3 separate regions of the Mus musculus genome follow, and all the other regions are linked to region 1. The links are chromatin contacts, called in public HiChIP or PLAC-seq maps. All regions are on one chromosome and are shown on one strand. Each heading gives the region's core, a stretch centred on a gene start, on an enhancer-like site or on the middle of the called end of the contact. The rest is flanking DNA. Distances are from core to core; before and after follow the strand shown.

Region 1 (4,950 bases), core at 651-3,150:
AATCAGAGAAAAGACTTTACAAGTCCAGTTTCTTCCAACAGCACTGGGAACTCACAGGTGCATCGCTGTGAGTTCGAGGCCAGCGTGGTCTGCATAGTGAGTTCCAGGACAGCCAGGGCTACATATAAGGACCCTGTCTCAAAATGGGGAGGAGGGCGGCTGGAGAGATGGCTCAGCAGTCACAAGCATTTGCTTCCTGGTCGAGGACCCAGCAGAGCACATGGCAACTCACAACAATCTTTAACTCCAACTCCAGGGGGGTCTGATACCTCTGGCCTAGGCTGACAGCTGCTCTTACAGACCCACATGTTAGGCACATAATTAAAAACGAGGAAAATGTTTAAAAATAAAAAGACGTCATGCTCAAGTACTTCTAGCATGTAATTTGGCCTAACTTTAAGTGTCTCAGCCAATCTGACTTACACAAAACCAAACAACCGAATTTAAGAATCTCTTTTTTGTTAATTAGTAAAAATTCACATTTCCAAAACAAATGTTAACTTGAAAGTGCACGATGGCCGCTCAGTGGTGGGGCACTCTTTTAATCCCAGCACTTGGGAGGCAGAGGCAGGCGGATTTCTGAGTTCGAGGCCAGCCCGTTCCACAGAGTGAGTTCCAGGACAGTCGGGCCTATACAGAGAAACCCTATAGAAAGAAAGAGAGAGAGAGAGAGAGAGAGAGAGAGAGAGAGAGAGAGAAGAAAGAAAGAAAGAAAGAAAGACAGAAAGAAAGAGGAGAAAGTGCACGATGTGCCCGTAGATCACACAGTTCTAAGAACCATTGCATTTTTCCTCTAGAAATCAAAGCTTAGGCTATACATTTAAAGCTCAAGCCAGAGTCTGTACCACTGCTGTGTCAAGGAGCAAGGGGGAATGTGAAAGGCTGTTGCTGTAGTGAAGAGATTGCTCAATCGTTCCCTTTTGGGGTCTCCCGTGGATTATTATCTCAACCTGACAGACCAGTTAGGCTGGTTTTTACTTGCTACTCAAACCCAGAACAGTCTAAGTTTACTTAAAAAGTAAATCAAACTTTACTGAAGCAGTCTCGGATAAGAGCTTGCCTCGAAAACAATAGGAAAATACCCTAAGTCAGAGCGGACCTGGGTTAGCTGTAAGCACTGACTAGGTGTATCAAACTCCAGAGCGAGGGAGGTTTCATTTCCACCACAGCGAGGAAGACAGAATGCCTCAAGTGAAAACTGGAGACTAAAAGTGCTTTTGGGGACGCGAGCTCTTTTGCCACTCCTGATTTCAGGTCGTACATTTAATTCAGGACAAGATGGCATGTGGTTTCCAGGCACAGAATACATGAATTCGTTGTTTTTCTCTTATCCTTCGCGAGCCCGGCTCTTAAGATTTAAGCTTGCATTCCAAGGCAAGGGCTCACTGCATGACTTCCTAGAACAGAACACGAAGCCTCAAGCCCACTTCCTAAAGTAATTACAAAGCAAGCAGAAAACCCCATGGGGCTGGACCCTGCTGCCTCCTTCGGAAATCCTTCCGGGCGAGGGACCCCGGCTCAGCCCAGAACAAATCATCACCGGTCCAGCAGGAGGGTGGGGACGGCGTTCCGGTGGCGCGCTCGCTCGCCACAAGGCGGAACTGTACCGTCCCGGGCTGCGACCCGCCGAGACCTCCGCTCGCCCGCGCCCCGGCTCCGCTGTCCACCGTGCGGCTGGAGCGGCGGGCCGAGGCCGGTAGCCCCAGGGCCGAGGGTGAGGCCCTGCCCAGCACGAGGGCCGCGGGTCGGCGCGGCCTCCTCCCTACCTTCTCCTCGCCGTCGTAGACGCGCACCCCGCGCTGCTGGATAACCAGGGTCTCGTTGATCTCCAGGAGGCCGCTGGTCCACACGAAGCGGTCCATGGCCGCCACCCGGCCGGCTTCTGCCGCTCGCCGGTGCTCCCGGGCTGCGAGCGGCGCTCCCTGGTGGCCGGCGGGGGTGGGGCGCCCCGACACGGACAGGCGGCGCCCCCTGGCGGCTGCCACTCGCGTGCACATTTGCTCCCCTGTCACTGCCAAACTTGTTGACATGCTTGTTAAAAGCTGTAAATAAGGACTTTTTTTTTATTTCTTCCCAAATAAGTGTTGACAGCAGAGGTTGTGTTTAATATATCTGTAACCAGCATATTATGTAATACACTCTTCTCCGGTTTTTGTTTTAGTCTAATTTTTATTACATTCTGTTTATTTTATGAGGGTTTGTGTGCGTCGGGAACATGCAAGGGCTAGCCTGTGGGAGTCAGAGGATGTTTAATGAGAGCTGCTCCTTTGACCGTGTGGATCTTGGGAGATCAAACTTAGGTTATGAGGCTTAGCAGCAGGCTCCCTTACCAGCTGAACCACCTCACCCACCTACCCACCCACCTTTAAAAAATGACCAATAGCTCCAGATAGATGGAGGTGACATGGAAATAAAGCACCAAACATGCATTTAATGCGACAGATATACATGAAGGCAATATACCCATACACATAAAAAATAATTTTCTTTTTTGTATTAATCATTTTATTCATTTACATTGGAAATTATATTCCCCCGTCCCAGTTACACGTCCACAACCCCTCATCCCATCTCCCCTTCTCCTCCGTCCCCTTTGCCTCTATGAGGGTGCTCCTCCACCCACTCACCTACTCCTGCCTACACTGGAGCATCAAACCTCCGCAGGACCAGGGGCCTCCCCTCCTATTGATGTCAGATAAGGCCATCATCTGCTACATATGGTTTACAATGGTTGGCTGAGAGCATCCCCCTCTGTATTTGTCAGGCTCTGGCAGAGCCTCTCAGGAGACAGTTATATCAGGCTTCTGTCAGCAAGCACTTCTTGGCATCCACAATAGTGTCTGGGTTTGGTAACTGTATATGGGATGGATTCCCAGGTGGGGCAGTCTCTGGATGGTCTTTCCTTCACTCTCTGCTTCACACTTTGTCTCTGTAACTCCTTCCATGGATATTTTGTTCCCCCTTCTAAGAAGGATTGAAGTATCCACACTTTGGTCTTCCTTCTTCTTGAGCTTCATGTGGTCTGTGAATTGTATCTTGGGTATTCTGAGCTTTTGGGCTAATATCCAGTTATCAGTGACTGCATACCACGTGTGTTCTTTTGTGGGTTACCTCATTCAGGATGATATTTTCTAGTTCTGTTTGCCTAAGAATTTCATGAAGTCATTATTTTTAATAGCTGAATAGTACTTCATTGTGTAAATATACCACATTTTCTGTATCCATTCCTCTGTTGAAGGACATCTGGGTTCTTTCCAGCTTCTGGCTGTTATAAATAAGGCAGCTGTGAACATAAAGGAACATGTGTCCTTGTTATATGTTGGAACATCTTTTGGGTATATGCCCAGGAGTGGTATAGCTGGGTCTTCAGGTAGAACTATTTCCAATTTTCTCAGGAACCACCAGATTGATTTCCAAAGTGGTTTTATCAGCTTGCAATCCTAACAGCAATGGATGAGTTTCTCTTTCTCTACATCCTTGCCAGCATCTGCTGTCACCTGAGTTTTCTTTTTTTTTTTTTTTTTTTTTTTTTTTTTTTTTTTTAGACAGGGTTTCTCTGTGTAGCTCTGGCTGTCCTGGAACTCACTTTGTAGACCAGGCTGGCCTCAAACTCAGAAATCTGCCTGTCTCTGCCTCCCGAGTGCTGGGATTAAAGGCGTGAGCCACCACGCCCGGTTTGAGTTTTCAATCTTAGCCATTCTGATTTGTGTGAGGTGGAATCTCTCAAATTCATCTGGAATAACAAAAAAACTCAGGATATCAAAAACAATTCTTAACAATAAAAGAACTTCTGTGGGGATCACCATCCCTGACCTCAAGCTGCATTACAGAGTAATAGTGATAAAAACTTCATGGTATTGGTAGAGTGACAGGCGGGTAGATCAATGGAATAGAAAATGGAATAGAATTGAAGACTCAGAAATAAACCCACACACCTATGGTCACTTGATCTTTGACATAGAAGCCAAAACCATCCAATGGAAAAAAAGACAGCATTTTCCACAAATAGTGCTGGTTCAGGTGGCAGTCAACATGTAGAAGGATGCAAACTGATCCATTCTCATCTCCCTGTACAAAGCTCAAGTCCATGTAGATCAAGGACCTCCACATAAAACCAGATACACTGAATCTAATAGAAGAGAAAGTGGGGAGAACCTTAAATACACCTACACAGGGGAAAATTTCTTGGACACCAATGGCTTAGACTCTAAAAATTGACAAATGGGATCTTATAAACTTGAAAAGGCAAAGGACAATAACAATAGGACAAAATGGTAACCCACAGATTGGAAAAAGATCTTTACCAACCCTACATCTGATAGAAGGCTAATAACCAAACTACACAAAGAACTCAAGAAGTTAGACTCCAGAGAACTAAATAACCCTATTTAAAAATAGGCTACAAAGCTAAACAAAGAATTCTCAACTGAGGAATCTCTAATGTCTGAGACGCACCTAAAGAAATGTTCAACATCCTTAGTCATCAGGGAAATGCAAATCAAAAATAATTTTTTAAAAACAAATCTTTGCCTGTCAAAGCGTTTTCCTTGTTTTTCTTCTGTTCTGTAGTTTCCTTTATTATATCAGGTATACATTTCATCTCGAGGTTGTCAGGGTTTCATTTTGTACAAAGTAACTTGAGGTAAAGACCAAGTTAGCATTTTGCGTGTCAAAATTCAGTTACCACAGCTGTTTATCAAAAAGTTGTTTATGGAAACTGTAAACATCAGTTGGCGAGATAAGGCAGGGTCATCTTTCTGAAGTCTGTTATTTTTCGTTGCTTGTCTTTATGTCACATTGTCTCAGTTATCGTGGTTTTAAAAGCCTTGAAAACAGATCCAGGTTCCTGCTCCAACTTGGTACTCTCTCACAGTTGTCTACTTGCTACTCTCTCACAGTTGTCTACTTGGTACTCTCTCGTGGTTGTCTACTTGGTACTCTCTCACGGTT
Region 2 (4,950 bases), core at 768-3,267, 240 kb before region 1:
GATTTTTTGTGACAGACTTTGATCAGTGTGTAGCAGAGCACCAGTGTTTCTTATGATATCCCTAAGAGTATGTTTCGCTGGCAATGAAGATAGCTCTGCTGTGGACTGTGGTGGTGATTCTGAGGGAACTCCAAATGAAAGAGACAGGGCTGATTCTTGATGTCATTTACCCATTTGAAGAGCATGGCAAAAAAACCGTGGCATTGAAAGAATGAGGAACTTTTGACTTAATCTTTTACAAGAGTCTTGCAAGGTGGGCATTTCGTTTTTCTGGGGTCTTTTTTTTTTTTTTTTCATTTTTCGAGACAGGGTTTCTCTGTATAGCCCTGGCTTTCCTGGAACTCACTCTGTAGATCAGGTTGGCCTCGAACTCAGAAATCTGCCTGCCTCTGCATCTCAAGTGTTGGGATTAAAGGTGTGTGCCACCACTGCCCGGCCGTTTTTCTGGTCTTATTGACTTGAACTACCACATAAAGCCACAGTCAGATGTTAGCTCTTTGTGCCTACTTGTTTCAACATCCTGTGTGTGTGCATGTGTATGTGTGTGTGTGTGTGTGTGTGTCCGTCCATACCTTATGCACACACCCATACCTCTGATTTAGGGGTATAAATGGATTATGAAGCATAAATAAAGACCTAGGTATGACCAAATCATGCAGACAGCTCAGCGTTGGTGAGATGCCATCCGTGCCAGGGTGGGCTTTGGTGATGTCCCTGTCTTTGAGTCACTTCTGCTCCTGCAAGTAACCCCTCACCTATATCCCTGGAAATAACCCAAACACAACTCATAAGTTTACCAAGTTGGACGTTGACAGTATCTGTACGTTGGTCTGTCATGGGCTCCCAATCTACTCCCAGTGGGTGAGTAGATGGGTGTGTTGTATCTCTCTGGGGACAATCTTGTCACATAACAGGAGTAGCAGAGTCACACACACGTATTCCCATGATCTATTACAGACAGGTGTTTTTGTGGAGAGTCACGAACTTGTATTTCTTCTATCAGGTAGTTCTGTATATGCTGGTGCACACACATGCATTTCCTATCCCTGTCATAACTGGAAAGCTGTGTGTAGTAGTTTTTCTCATACACATCTTCCCTAGATCTGTTGTAATTAGGGTTATATGTATAGACACACACACACACACACACACACACACACACACACACACACACAAACACACTATATATATATATATATATGTATATATATATATATATATATATATATCCCTGTTATAGTTAGATGTGGTGATTTAAATGAAAAGGCCTTCATAAGCTCATATATTTGAGTATTTGGTTCCCAATTAGTGAACACCTTTGGGAACCATTAGGAGGTGTGGCCTTGTTGGAGGAGGTGTGTCCTTGGGGCTGGGGGCTTTGAGGTTCAAAAAAAAAAAAAAAAAAGCCCACACCAGGTCCAGTCTCCCTCTCTTTCACAAACTCCACCATACCTAGGCCTAGGACTCCATGGGGTGGTGTTGGGACATAGAATACATGTGAATAGGCATGCCCAGGTTACCACATAGCAGCTCTGGGAAATGGAAGGCATGCAAACAGGCATGACCAAGCTTGCCTCCTGGTGTCAGTGGGACAGGGACTGAGTCCAAAGAGGTTGAACCAGGTTGCCATGGGCACTGCTGGGACACCATACATGTGAGACTAGGAGAGATCATGCTACCACATGGTGGCTCTGGGTCACAGCAGAACTGTGAACTATGTGGCCGGGCCACCACTTGGAGGTCCTGGGACACGGCAAGCATGTGGACATGTTCAGACATGTACCATTGCTCAGACATGGTGAGCATGCAAACAGGCATGCCCAGGCTGTCGTGTGGTGGTGGTCGGACTTGGCAAGTGTGCCAACAGGTGTGCTCAGGCTAGGAGGCAGTAGCACTGGAACATAGCAGGCACGGCAGCAGGTGTGAACCAATGTTCCCAGACAAATAAAGGCATGCCCAGGCTCCTAAGTGTTGGTGCTGGGACAGGTTTGCAGGCAAACAGGCAATACTCCACCAAGTGGCAAATCTGGGACATGGCAGGCATTTAGTAAATGTCTCTGACAAGTCTGCCACATGGCAGCCCTGGGATGTGATAGGCCACCATGTGGCAGCCGCCCAGACCACTAGGTAGCAATGCGGGGGACATGGTATGTGTGTGAACAGGAGAGCTCAGGATGTCACGCAATGGCGTAGAGACACAGAATGTATATACCCTACAGCTGCCTAGAGATGTGGCAGGTGAGAATAGGCATGCCTGGCCACCACTTGGCAGCACTGGCATATGGTAGGTGTGCAAATGCATGTGTCCAAGCCACTCCACAATGGTGCTGGGATATGGTGCAGATGTGTCCTGGCTGCTGGCTGGCAAGGCTAAGACATAGTAGGTGTGCTAGCAGGTATGATCTGGCTAGTGATTTGAGGCTCTGGGACACAATATATGTGCAGACAGGTGAGCATGGGCTCATGTGTTGGCACTGGAACATAGCAGGCATGTGAACGGGCATGTCCAGGCAGTGCTGGAACATGACATACATATGAACTGGCATGCCCAGGCAGTGCTGGAACATGACATACATATGAACTGGCATGCTCAGGCAGTGCTGGAACATAACATACATATGAACTGGCATGCCCAGGCAGTGCTGGAACATAACATACATATGAACTGGCATGCCCAGGCAGTGCTGAAACATGACATACATATGAACTGGCATGCCCAGGCAGTGCTGGAACATGATATACATATGAACTACCATGTCCAAGCAGCCATGTGAAAAGGTGTGCCAAGTCTGCCACATGGAGGTCCTGGAACATGGTAAGCAGGCAAAGAAGTGTGCACAAACCATAACTTGGCAGCCCCGGGACATAGTAGGTGTGTGAATCGGTAGGTATTCTCAGGCAGTCACATGCTGGTACTAGGACACAGAAATCATGCAAACTGGTGTGCCCTGGCAGCTATGTGTCATGGCTGGGACACGGCATGCATACAAGCAGGCACACCCAAGCCACTGCTTGGCAGTGCTTGAACACAGTTGCATGCACACAGGTGAAACCAGCCTGCATTGTGGTGGTGTTGGGATATGGTACATATGTGAACAGGCATGTCCAGGCTGCCATGTAGTGGCCCTGGGACACAGCAAGCATCTGATACCCCTGGGCATTTAACTGTCATGCCCAGGAGATGACATAATGGTGGTGTGACCTGGCAAGTGTGTAAGCAGGCTTGCTGAAGCCACCACATGGTGGCACTAGGGCATGGTAAGCAAATGAATAGATGTGCCCAGGCCACCATGAGGTGGTGCTTGGATAAGGCACGTCTGTTATCATAACCCCACCACCAACGCCCCTCAGTTAACCAAGCTCAGAACAGGCACCAAATGTCCTAGCCACCAAAGGTAGTGCTGGGACACGGTGGATTTGTGAACAAGCAAGCCTACTCTGCCATGTGTAGGTGGTGGAACAGCGCCACCATGTGGCAGCTCTGGGAAATAGCGTGTGTGCGAATAGACATGTCAGAATGCTGGGACACAGAGTTCCTGTAAACACGAGGCTACACTGCCTTAGCAGGGTACGGGTGCAGACAGCCATGCCCAGCCTACCACATTGCACCCCAGGGACAAAAATGGCCTTCAGACTAGTGTGTCCAGGACACCATTTAGTGGCTCTGGGATGTGGCAAGTGTGCAAACAGGTATGCTGGGGCCACCATGTTCCAGAGCTAGGGCAAGGTATGTGTGTTGAAAAGGTGTGCCCAGGTGATCAAGTGGCAGCCCAGTGGCCAAGTGGCCATCCTGGGACACAGCAGGTAGTGTGAGCCTGAAATGGAAAGGCTTCTAATTAAGACAGTTAGTTTTGCCTTTAGCAAGCAGGTTTGCTGTCTAGACAGATATTGGTGGCAGTCCCTGCTCGCAGAAGAGCAGGTGTTACACTCTGCAGAAAAGAGGCAGGGCGAGCAGGTTCACAGAGAGAAGCCGTCAGTAGAGCAGCGTTGGCTCTGATGTCCCAGGCCAGGGACACTTCCTTATCTTTTCTTTTCTTTTCTATTTTCTCCCCCCCCCCCTTTCGCTCTGCCCCGCTTGCCCATAGGTCTTTTATTTGTTTCTCATTAAGGATGGTTGTGAGCCATCATGTGGTTGCTGGGATTTGAACTCATGACCTCCAGAAGAGCAGTTAGTGCTCTTAACTGCTGAACCATCTCACCAGCCCTTCTCGCCTTTTCTTATTCCCGTGTAACCAAATATTTCTCTAGTAAGCTTGCTAATCACAATTAATATGAAAACTTATTGTTTTCCTTTTCTTATTCAACTGTGCCCTGCCTGGTTCTCCCCTTCTGGGGTAAAAAAAAAAAGAATAGCTTATTATTATTTTTTAAATTGGAAATATAGTTTTTCATGCTCTATATTCTGATGGTTTCCCACACCCAAACTCCTCCCAGATTCTCCGTTTCCTCACTGACCAACATCCACAGCCTTTCTTTCGCTCTCTCTTTCCTTCCTTCCTTCCTTCTTTCTTTCTTTCTTTCTTTCTTTCTTTCTTTCTTTCAGCGGAAAACAAATATCTATCTAACTAAATATATATAAATAAAATAAAGCAAAAAAACAGGACCTTTCCTTTGTATTGGTGACTGATCAGGGTGAACAGATGTTTGGTCGCCCCAGGAGGAGTGAGTACAACAGCCTTGGACACCCACTCTATCCTTCAGTTTTTCCATCTGAATCTTCAGTAGTTTAACAGAATAGAGGACTATGATTATGACAGATCTCTGAGAAAGGTAAACTGACCAACAGGGAGAGAAACCCTATATAGAAGACAAGGGAGATGCCAAACTTTCAGCTTTTTCCTCACCCTACTGTCCTCCATCAGCCCACGCTGCTCAGACATGGTCAAGGCTGGTCCTGGATGTGTTTACCTGAGGCTGTGAGTGTTAGCTCAAAACTGATGGAGGAGCCAC
Region 3 (4,950 bases), core at 1,546-4,045, 170 kb before region 1:
ACACTGTGCAAACAATGAGCACATTTTTTTTAAACAGTAGCTTTAAATATAAATGGCCTAAACTTCTCAAGCAAAAGACACAAGTTGATTGAATGAAGAAATAGAATCTATCTTTGAGTTGTTTACAGGAAACCCCATTTATCTTCAAGGCCAGACACTGGCTAAGAGTGAAAGGCTAGCCGGGCAGTGGTGGTGCATACCTTTAATCCCAGCACTTGGGAGGCAGAGGCCGGAGGATTTCTGAGTTCAAGGCCAGCCTGGTCTACAGAGTGATTTCCAGGACAGCCAGAGCTATACAGAGAAACCCTGTCTCGAAAAACAAACAAACAAACAAACAAACAAACAAACAAGAGTGAAAGGCTAGAAAAAAATTATCAAAAGAAAATAGGACTAGAGTTGCTGTCTTAACATGTAATCAAATAGACTTCAAACTAATATATATAAAGAAGATTGTGTCATTCTTATCAAGAGAATTACTAGCCAAGAAGATATTAATCTGAGACAAATTCACAGGCACCCAATTGTGTGTATATGTGACCACTGAACTTTAAACACAGATTAACCCCAACTCAATTAATAATAGGAGGCTTACTTCCATAACTCACTTTCTCCAACAGAAAGATAATTTGGACAAAAATATACAGACAAAAATACTCAATATACATATAATTGGAATTGTATGTATGACATCAGACATCTCAAATGGATCTAGCAGGCATCTGCTGAGTATTCTACCCAAACACCAAAGAATATATATTTGACTCAGCAGTTCATGGAACTTTCTCTAAAATAGACTACATACTACTGGGTGGGATTAAAAACCACAACCTGGTAAACAAAAGAATAATGGAAATAACTGTATATCCTATGTGGCCACAATGTAGTGAAGCTTAAAATCAAAGCTAAAACAATTTCTAATAAAACCACAAACTTATAGATATTAACACAGTACTCAGTGATCACTGGGTCAAGGAAGACATCAAGAAAGGTTTTTGTTTTTGTTTTAGTTCTTGAAACTAAACAGAAATGAAACCACAACACAACAAAACTCTGAGGTATATTAAAAGTAGAACTAAGAGAGAAATTTACTCATACACACACATCTACAAAAACAAACAAACAAACAAACAAAAAACAAATAAATGCATAAATAGAGCCAAAGAGAGGTCTGTGGATTTGACCCCTGGTGTAATACACACCTTATTTTCTACCTACAGCTTTTCACAGTGAGACAGTATTTCAGGGTGCATAGTTAAGGACTTCCATGTTACATCTCATACAGAGGACATCGTGTAGAAACTTAGATGTGGGCAAACAAAGGTCTGAGCAGAGAGAGGAGTAAAGGAGAAACTTCAAAGGCATGGCCAAGAAGAATTACTAATTTAGGCACTGCAGAAAAGAATCAAGGACAATATCACATTTTTAGATCCGAGTGGGCAAATACGGGTCCCATATATGGAAAAGCTCCCTTGGAAGATGCATTTTAATCACTGGGATGAAGAATACCCACATTACAGACTTTGCAGCAACCACACAGTGAGTGCTCACAAACACCCATAAAGTCAATAAAAGGACAAATTACAATGTAAAGAAAGGGAATGCTAAGTCCAACCAAGAACTGAGTGTCTGTCTTAGTCACTGTCCTGCTGCTGTGAAAAGACACCATGGCCAAGGCCACTCACGGGGGGAAAAGCATTTCGTATGGGGCTTGCTAATAGTTTCAGAAAGTTGGTCCATGATCAGTATGCTGGGGAGCATGGCACTGGAGCAGGAGCTGAGCTGAGACTCTCCACCCTAATCATAAGGCAGGAGGCCTGGTATGGGCTTCTGAAACCTTGACGCCACCTGCAGTGATCACGCCTCCCAATCCTTCCCAAGCAGCTCCGCCAACTGGTCAGCATATGAACCTATGGGGCCATCCTCAGCCAAACCACCATGCTGTTGCTTCAAAGGCCAATCATCGCCCCAGGCGTTTTTCAACTTATTATCTAACTTGTTGTCAACTTGTCCTCACCTCTCAGCTCCCATTGCTTGAGGGAAAGAGGTTTCTTTCTAGTTCATAAACTCCCTGTTTCTCAGGAGACACATCCACAGAACATCTGAGTGACAAGATCACTACAAACAGAACTATATGTACGATGCCTGGGCCTACGATTTCCTGACTTGTACTCTGAGAGAACAACCTAGGAATGTGTATTTCTAGAAGATCCTAGGTGATCTTTGAGGCTCCTAGGGTGATTTTTTTTTTAAGTACCTGGAAACAAGATAAGAAGGCCGAAGGTGACATGAATGTAAATATGACATAAGTTTACAACCGTGATAGATCGTGGGAGTGCACTCAAGCATTATAGGAAAGTGAAAGACAAAGCAAGACTGAGCCAGGATTTAAAGAAAATGAGATTTGCTCATTCTGAAGTGAGACGAAGCAAGCTCTGGTTTGCATCTGAACCAAGCATCACCAAGTTGGACCCTAACTGGAGAGCAACAAGCATCTCTTTGTGGCTTAGTGAACATGCTATTTTGACGTTGTGTTTTCAATTAAATACCAGGGCTAGGAAAATTGCTTGATTGCTTGATTGACCAAGTGCCTATCGGGTAAGCAGGAGGACCAGGGTTTGCATCCTCAGCACCTAAATTGGGTGTGGTGCTTTGTCCCTGTAACCCTACCATCGGGGATGTGGAGACCTAATGATCCCTGGTCTTGCTGAATTAGCAAGTGCCAGGAGCAGTAAAAGACTCAGTCTCAAAAAATAAGGTGGATAGTCGTTGAAGAAGCACCCATCTTTGACCTCTGGATTCTGTGTGCACACGTGCTTGCACCCACAACCACACCCACACTTATACCCTATACTTATCTTGCACACAGAAGCAGAACTGAAACACCAGAAGTTTCAGCTCATGTGTTTTCTCTTACCATACAATTCCTGGAATTACAAAAGGAAAAAACAGTCTCCTGCCACATTATGATTTGTACTTCCAGGTCACTCCCGTCGCCTTTTCCAACGCCTGGGTGAAAGTGGAAAATACACACTTGTTAAAACCCAAGACGTCTCTCCGGTTGGCATTATAGCTTGAGAATAGTGACCTCACTGTGCAGTGTGGCCATGTTGGATCATCTGACTTTGTATAGACTTTGTTTTTGAAGAGAAAAGACTTCAAAAGCTTGATTTTGCGGGCTAAAGCAGAATTTATGAGGTGAGCGAGAAGAGAGAGAGAGAGAGAGAGAGAGCAAGAGAGAGAGAGAGAGAAGAGAATATAGTTTCTACAAGTTAGAATGTCATGGTTTTGTCTTTCTAGGGAAAACCCCAGGTAAGGTGGCTTGCAGACTTTCTTGGATTTTCAATCATGATATTTAAAGTTAGTTATCTAAATGCCTCTTGTTTTACTCTAAGTCTGGTTCCTAAAGCAATCTCTAGGAAAGTTCAGGGTGGCCAAATTCAGACTTCCTTTAGCACACTATAAATTTTAAACAAATGGTCTTATGTCCCCCTTTCTAGTTCTAATGGTCCCCCTTCCTCTATCAATCCCCCAAATACTTGGCTCTGAAAGCCTCCAGTGAACCTTCTTCATTTGCTTTAGCAAATATTCTAAGGAAGTCACAATCATTTTGATGGTCTCCCTGACATTCTGTTTTCTTCACATTTAATGTTTCATTAATACCATCTTACTAAATTATCATGAATTTTAGACTCTGGCCTCGGTTTCTTCTGCCCATTCACTACCAAAGTCCACTAATATCTACCAGAAACAAAAAATATAAAACTGACAAGTACTTGTATGAAAGTGTTTTATGTAACACAGTATCATGTGCAGTGAATATAAATGATAGAATAAAAAATAGAACTTAAAAAAGGGGGGGGGGGGAGGCTGGCAAGGTGGCTCAGAGCGTAAGAGCACTGACTGCTCTTCCAAAGGTCCTGAGTTCACTTCCCAGCAACCACATGGTGGCTCACAACCATCCATAATGAGATCTGACGCCCTCTTGTGGCACGTCTGAAGATAGCTACAGTGTACTTATGTATAATAATAAATAAATCTTTAAAAAAATAGAACTATATGAAGTTTAAAAACCCTTATCACATGGTAACAAAGGGGCTTATCTAAGCCCTTCAGCTCCCACACACTTAAAAATTTCGAACTGTGTAAATGGATCTTCATGACTTAAAAATACAAAAGAAAAACAAATAACCAAAAAGGTACCGTGCTTCCAAGTTCTACTCACGAGCAGGCAGGTAGGGAAGGACGGATGGGACTAAGCCAAGCTACTGGGCACAACTTACATTACTATGAACAAATTATCTGTGATGTCGATTTTCTGCAAAGTAAGGAATTATAAAACAGCTCAAAGAAGCCAGACATGGTGGTGCACGCCTTTAATCCCAGCACTCAGGAGGCAGAGGCAGGTGGATTTCTGAGTTCAAGGCCAGCCTGGTCTACAAAGTGAGTTCTAGGACAGCCAGGGCTATACAGAGAAACCCTGTCTTGAAAAACAAAAACAAAAAACAAAAAAACAAACAAAAACCAACCAACCAAAAAACAGCTCAAAGAGAGAAGATCCCATAACTTCGAGCAGCTGTGCTGCACAAGACTGTCTGCTTTCACGTTTTTTATGCCTTTCCCTCCCATTCCATTTCTGTTTTGACCTGATTCTTTAAGGGAAGGTGATTTTTATTTAAAAATAAGACTGGTTATTACCAAAGATGCTGTAATATAAATGTTACCCTGACATGTATGCCTCCTGGAATCTATTCTGTAAAGCTTGACCAATCCTAATTTTTAAGACTAGGGTTGTATCTGTTTACAAGTCTTCATGAGCAATCTTACTGGATGGTACTTAAAGGCCCCTGATTTACGTCAAATAAAAATTAGGAAATCAAGCCCAGGAAATGCCCTGCTAGACTTTACAGGAAATTTCATGTAAGTCTGTGTTACTTCCTCTTGTCTTTGAAT

What was found. HiChIP or PLAC-seq counts read pairs in DNA pulled down with a chosen protein or histone mark.
Region 2: a FOXA1 HiChIP or PLAC-seq map of pancreatic cancer cells shows a contact between it and region 1. The contact joins the enhancer-like site here to the promoter of Vps36 in region 1. A contact is called at or near these places in 14 of 39 promoter capture datasets (the C10 cell line, the HPC-7 cell line, cranial neural crest and 7 more), 2 of 15 datasets of contacts at CTCF or cohesin (embryonic stem cells and large pre-B cells), 5 of 484 Hi-C or Micro-C datasets (B cells, the Ba/F3 cell line, embryonic fibroblasts and 1 more), 18 of 115 datasets of contacts at active chromatin or transcription factors (the 230-238 cell line, bone marrow-derived macrophages, craniofacial prominence and 8 more) and 3 of 9 other capture datasets (adipose tissue, liver and pancreatic islet).
Region 3: a contact with region 1 is called in an H3K4me3 HiChIP or PLAC-seq map of the 230-238 cell line, with 14 read pairs. The contact joins the enhancer-like site here to the promoter of Vps36 in region 1. A contact is called at or near these places in 10 of 39 promoter capture datasets (the C10 cell line, the HPC-7 cell line, cranial neural crest and 6 more), 1 of 15 datasets of contacts at CTCF or cohesin (large pre-B cells), 2 of 484 Hi-C or Micro-C datasets (liver and nephron progenitors), 10 of 115 datasets of contacts at active chromatin or transcription factors (the 230-238 cell line, bone marrow-derived macrophages, embryonic hindbrain and 6 more) and 2 of 9 other capture datasets (adipose tissue and macrophages).

Annotation. Positions count from the first base shown.
Region 1 is chr8:22,189,783-22,194,732 of GRCm38.p6, reverse strand. It overlaps Vps36 (vacuolar protein sorting 36), which reads right to left and starts at 1,900. Exons shown (of 14, transcript NM_027338.2): 1 at 1,767-1,900. The coding sequence starts at 1,862.
Region 2 is chr8:22,431,683-22,436,632 of GRCm38.p6, reverse strand. No RefSeq gene overlaps it. Among named protein-coding and RNA genes, the nearest start is that of Gm39140, 21 kb to the left of the region's middle. Within about 2 kb of position 2,017, at least 148 of the 459 cell types and tissues checked have an H3K27ac peak or open chromatin away from gene starts, as enhancers often do. A contact at or near this core is called in the Ba/F3 cell line, the HPC-7 cell line, craniofacial prominence and 4 more, where this site is marked.
Region 3 is chr8:22,357,451-22,362,400 of GRCm38.p6, reverse strand. Tpte (transmembrane phosphatase with tensin homology) reads right to left here. Exons shown (of 28, transcript NM_199257.2): 25 at 2,915-3,006. Among named protein-coding and RNA genes, the nearest start is that of Slc25a15, 39 kb to the left of the region's middle. Within about 2 kb of position 2,795, at least 20 of the 459 cell types and tissues checked have an H3K27ac peak or open chromatin away from gene starts, as enhancers often do. A contact at or near this core is called in the 230-238 cell line, where this site is marked.